2 separate regions of the Arabidopsis thaliana genome follow, and region 2 is linked to region 1. The links are chromatin contacts, called in public capture Hi-C maps. All regions are on one chromosome and are shown on one strand. The core of a region is the stretch at or near the end of the contact, and the rest is flanking DNA. Distances in the headings are between cores, read along the strand shown. Region 1 holds the start of CNGC8 (cyclic nucleotide gated channel 8). Region 2 holds the start of AT1G19840 (SAUR-like auxin-responsive protein family).

Evidence for each region. Capture Hi-C pulls out chosen DNA fragments and counts their contacts.
Region 2: a capture Hi-C map of root shows a contact between it and region 1, with 3 times the contacts expected there. A contact is called at or near these places in 7 of 26 Hi-C or Micro-C datasets (leaf, root, seedling and 1 more) and 2 of 3 other capture datasets (root and shoot).

The regions. Positions count from the first base shown.
Region 1 is chr1:6,835,327-6,838,188 of TAIR10.1, forward strand. It overlaps CNGC8 (cyclic nucleotide gated channel 8), which reads right to left and starts at 1,307. Exons shown (of 6, transcript NM_101834.4): 1 at 1,206-1,307; 2 at 516-1,107; 3 at 221-433; 4 at 1-124. The coding sequence starts at 1,252. SRS7 (SHI-related sequence 7) reads right to left here. Exons shown (of 2, transcript NM_001035992.4): 2 at 2,794-2,862.
Region 2 is chr1:6,872,036-6,874,836 of TAIR10.1, forward strand. AT1G19840 (SAUR-like auxin-responsive protein family) reads right to left here and starts at 1,323. Exons shown (of 1, transcript NM_001332414.1): 1 at 240-1,323. The coding sequence starts at 1,220. The coding sequence ends at 759.

The sequences.
Region 1 (2,862 bases), core at 57-2,556:
TTAATTTGCTGCCACAATAAAGAATCTGAACACAGACCTTGGGATCAGGCTGGACTTTACAAGCGGATCTCAAGCATGTATCGTTACGTTCCACTGACAACATGTACCAGAACGCTCCAGTTATCTATCAAAGTATAACAACATTTCTTAAAAACAGAACCAAAAAAAAAAACAATAGATATTTAACCTAGTGCTGATGGATGAATTTTGAAATGCTTACGTGACTTGCAAGCATATACCAGAGGAGGTAATAAGCAGCACCAGCCCAAGCACCTTCAGCGAAAGCTCCTGCTGTTTTCTTGAGCTCTGAAGTTAATGGAATAAACCTAACGAATCTTGGTATGTACTGTGTGATGACAATGTGTAATAGCGCCTGTTTTGTTGGTAATACATCTGTTCCTTTAGATCCGTGAAGAAACTTCCACACAGCAATCTGCATCAACACCACCAAGAATCATCTATTCAATTGAAAACAATGCACAAAACAAAAAAGATTGAAGCGTTTTATTAACTACCTGAGGTAAAGGAAGAACCGCGAGGAAATCGACAATGAAATAACGAGTCAAATACCGTTCAGCGATCTTTGCAGGGTCGATCACAAGCTCACCTCTTCCAAACACACGAGAAGAAGGAGCAATGTAAGCGGTACGGAACTGAAGAGCCATTCGTGTAAGATAAAAAACATCGATGATCGTTCTTAGAGTAGTAGTTGTCACAGCTAATTTAGAGTCAATCCCAATGCAGTTCTTTGAGTTATCGACAATAGGGAGATAGAAGAACAGAGGATCAACAGAGACAGCAAGAATGCAAGAGATAACAAACATTCTGTTCCATAATAAAAGTGTTTTGTCTTGAGGATCAAAGATTTTCTTCTCGGAGACTCTTAGATCTTCAGGGAAAACAGCTCTTGTTACACCTGATGTGAATGATTTTCCGATCGTTTTTAGACCCTCTGATCCGATTTTAACACCTTCTCGAAATGATTTTGATGTGTTCTTTGTCTTTCCTCCTCCACGACTAGTTACGTTAAACAATCCAAAACATGATCGCTTCTTCATTCCCGTAGCATTAGATGACATTGAAACCCTCGAATCTGTATCATCTAATCTGTATTTTAAGAACAATTAACATTCATAGATCTAAGAAAATCTGAATTAATTAACAACGTGAAAGAAAGATTGATCTCGTTGATTTTGTTCTTCTACCTTACGAATTTTTCTCTATGGCCACTTATATATTGAGATTTGTACATTTTCTTGGAGAATGGATCACATATTGATGAGAAAACAAAGTAGCTAAATTGTTGTCAGAATAAGAGAAAGAAAAAAGTTTATATAATGTAAGACTTTTCTTAAACACTAAATAAGGGACGAACATTTTCGTAAGGTCGTTGTTTTATATGTAAAGACCTTTTTTTTTGCTTTTTGGAAAAGGATTTGATAAATAATATGTCATATCAGTCATAATCGAATTGGGTATACAGATGTTGTGGCCTTGTGGGGGATGCATCAAAAACCTATGTTTTAAACTCTATGTGGTCTTTTATACATTGACCATTGACTTTTACTATGCTTCTTGACCCAATTGTATCCTTTTATTTCCAACATAATTTCCCACATTTTTCTCTAATAATTAAACAAGTAACTGTTTCTTTCCATTTTTCAAAATTTGCCAAACCGCCTTTAAAGATATAATTAATACCATTTTTCTTTAGTATTTTTTTTGTCCACCTACTTTTTACTAGTTACTAGGCAAAAATTGGTCTTTAAAAGAAAATTCTAAATAAATAAATAAAAAATCTTTTGAAACATTTCATAAACAAATGTGTATATGAAAATGATATCGAACAAGTTACAAAATTATGATTAGGTTAATCTATAATACTACATCCAATGATAGTCACATCATGCACGTTACATCCAAATAGCTAAAATGCTAAAAATTTTGTAGAGAAGTAGTTTAGTAGATTTAAGTACCCTAGCTAGAATACTTTCCATTTACATTCATCTACAAAAGTTAATACTTCACATGCACTATGTTGTCCTCATAATTTTGATGTTTCTTCTCCAGAACAATTAAACCTAACGTCCGCTATAAGTCGTCATGTCCATGTGATGTGAGAACGACAACAAAACTTCTTCAAGGATTAGTATTAGTCCGATTGTCTCATACACTGAAACTGATCAAGCTCATTCAAGAAACGCCGACAATTGAAAATTTCTCAAATTTAAAAATTTGTTTATTTTAATGAAAGAATAGAACGATACGATTGGATTTACATAAATTGATACAAGCGTTGAAGGTCTTTTTGTGATGAAATTTGGGAGTAACCTACTCTCTTGTTAAGAAAAATATCGGTAACAAATATTTTTTTTAATATTACATAAATGTAAACATAACAAATTATTCGTAAACTATGATGATGGTTTCCACTGTTTTACTGCGGAAATTGGATTGGGTAACAGAAAGTTTTTCTCTTATATATAAATAGATTTGAAATTGTTTGCTCAATGGAACACGAAACCTAGTAAAGTTCCTGTTTAGATCCGGCAAGCAAACGGATAAACTGGGAAAAAGTAGCTTCGAGTTCATCACCAGCCAGAAAGCTAATTCACTATCAAACCCAACCCTATTTGTATACAGAAGAAAATTAGAATATATTTTTTAAACCCTATTTTATATAGAAGACCAAACTTTTTGAAAATAATTCAGACATATTCGAAAGAAAAAAAAAAAAAAAGAAGTTATGTTGATCACATTGGGAAGATCAAACATTAAAGTAAACAAACAGAAGATCAAAATTTGAAACTCTGACATTAATTTAATATCTCGTTTATCCCCAAAAAAAACTTAATGATAATA
Region 2 (2,801 bases), core at 73-2,572, 37 kb after region 1:
ATATCACAAAGGAACAACCATTAGAAATCTTAAATATATTCGTTAAACCAAATAACCCTATTATGGACAAAGATTTGTACTTCTTTCTTTCATTTTTTGTCTTGGTAAATAAATATTTGTACTTTTTTTGTGTGTATTAAAAGATTTGTACTTTGAATCCCCTATTATATAATATATAAGTATTTAAATCCTATTAACTGTTGTAAGTTAATGGGAAATATTTGTACTTTTGTTACAAATATTTTGACTGTAATAAATTCAGCACATCAACTTCTTTAAGAAAACAGAGATTATGAAAAGTACTTAGCATAAATTTCGATTATAAAATTTACAGAGAAAAGTGACAATATTCGAATCTAAAGCACTGAATCAAAATCACTTTCTCTCTTCTTTTCCATGAACCCATTTCAGTACATTTGTCTTATTTACATTTACCATTTTGAAACTCGGATTCGAACCAGGGATGACTCGGTGGTACGTACGTACGACTCACCCACCTTTAACCGCCATCTCCTTCGATCGTCTGACTCGACTCAGTGAGTACCCAATATAATTAAATATATAAATCAAAAATTAAAAAGACCCGAACCCGATTAAAAAGTTAGTACCCACCCGACTCGGTGGTAAAACTCAGCCGAGTCAATGACGATTTATTCAAAAACTCGCCTTCTTCTGTACTTCCTTCCATGGCGATTAAACTCGTACCGAGTCAAACCGGGTCAGAATCATACGAACTGACAACAATCTGCACCGTCGGATCACCAGATAGCTTTCTCAGCGACGCCATGAAGCAACGGTCGAGATTCAATCATCAGATCTAGCTTGCTTTTGATTTTGATCCCTCCGTTACATTTCTGAAGATCATCAGGACAAGTAAACCGGCTAGACCGAGAAGAATCAGACCGGGATATAAACCGGATCGCTTCTTCGAAAACCGATTCTTCGCAAGGAATAACCAACGGTCCTTGGTTAGCAAAACCAAACTCTTCCTCAGCTTGAACCAGAAGATTGCTTATGATAGGATGGTTCAGGTACGACGCACGCACCACAAATCTCCTGCAACCGCTACCCACACAAACTGCCACGTGTCCAGATGGAACATCCGACGGTACACAACGGCTGACCGAAGATAACCGCGCTTTGTTACGCCATCGCCGGAGCATTTGTCTGAGTCTCACAATGTGACGGATCTTGCTGCATTTTACAAGACTTCCGGCCATTTTTTCCCACGTTTGAAGTCAAACTAACTCTGAAAAGTTCTGAAGTTATATTTTCTCGAGAAAGTGAGAGAAAATGTTTCAGGTGGAGGAGGGATTTGTGAGGTTTGGGAGAGACCAAGTTTATATAGTGAAGAGAAAATAACAATGCCACCAGATTTTATAGTTAATTACGAAATTGTCTTTCTCTGTCTTTCTATGAATTATTATTGATTGAATTTTTTTGATTATGGTATATTTATTTATCATGGTTCGTATTTAAAGTCTTGGTTTTTATAATTGCGTTAATGAACGCATTATGGAAAAGAAAAACTTGGACCTCAGGTTATAAGATTCGTATTTTGACGTTTGCATTCACTTTCTATTGACTACACACACCATGTTATAAATTTAAACAGTAAAACTGACAAGATATATTTGTTGACAGAACTAAAGCCATTTAAATTTGTTGACAAAACAAGATATTTAAATTTGGATTAGTCATTACTAAAAAAAATGCCAAGAGAAAACCAAATTTAAGTTCTTAACTTTATAACTTTTAGTAAGTTTCAAAGTTTGGCTTCAGTTAAAATAGTAACCACCACATGGGTGGCTATAATAAAGAGAAATGGAAATCAATTTTCTTTAGTAAGATTAACTTTTTATGATAAACAAAACATATAACCAAATTGTATAAGCTTCTCTCACCACTAGCAGTTAAATGTTAACCGAAGATGCTTTTGAATCCCGAACAACTTCATTTTATTTTCCATAAATATATGTTTCGACTTACCAAAACACTTATTTTTTTGTAGTTTTGGAAATGTGTCCATGCCACCATGTGCGACGATGCCCCATCTCCATTTTTTATCTGGCTTTTGAAAAAATATTCTCACAACAACAAGCAGCCAAAATAGAAATTTTATCAAAAATAAAGCAGCCAAAACATTATGTAAAAAGTTAATCATTAAACATCTTGAAAAAATTAATGTGAATGACATAAAACAGTGAATTCCATATGCAATTGTTACTCTTGGTCTAATATGATGTGCATCTCTCTCCAAATTCAGTCTAGTCAAGATTATACTTAATGACACAACTATATTTAGAGAAAAAGTTCTACACATATATGATTCATCTAGTTCGTGAAACCTAATAACTGTTGACTAATACACATATACACTCTGCTGTTACCGATTTACGTACAGGAATTACATATTTTGTGAATACATTAGTAAATATTTTGCAACGAAAATAAATGCTTGAAGGGTTTAACTATCTATATAATGGTAAATTTGTGGAAATCAATTATAGGCAAATTAGTAGTAAATATTTGTAGGTCTTATTAAAAAAAAAAAAAGAATTTGTTGGTGGGTCAATAAGTGCATGATATGGAGGGTAGGGTGCATCTCCCTCATGCGTTACGTACATACCCCACTTGTTGGATTTAAGGATCTTCCAACTTCTTTACATTTTTTCCATCCTACAATCAAATCTTCTTCGCTTCTCGCGCGGTATTTCATTATTTACTTAACAATTTCAATAATTGCATGACCAGACTAACCATCGAAATGCTATGCATCGGCATTGTACTACTGTCTTTTT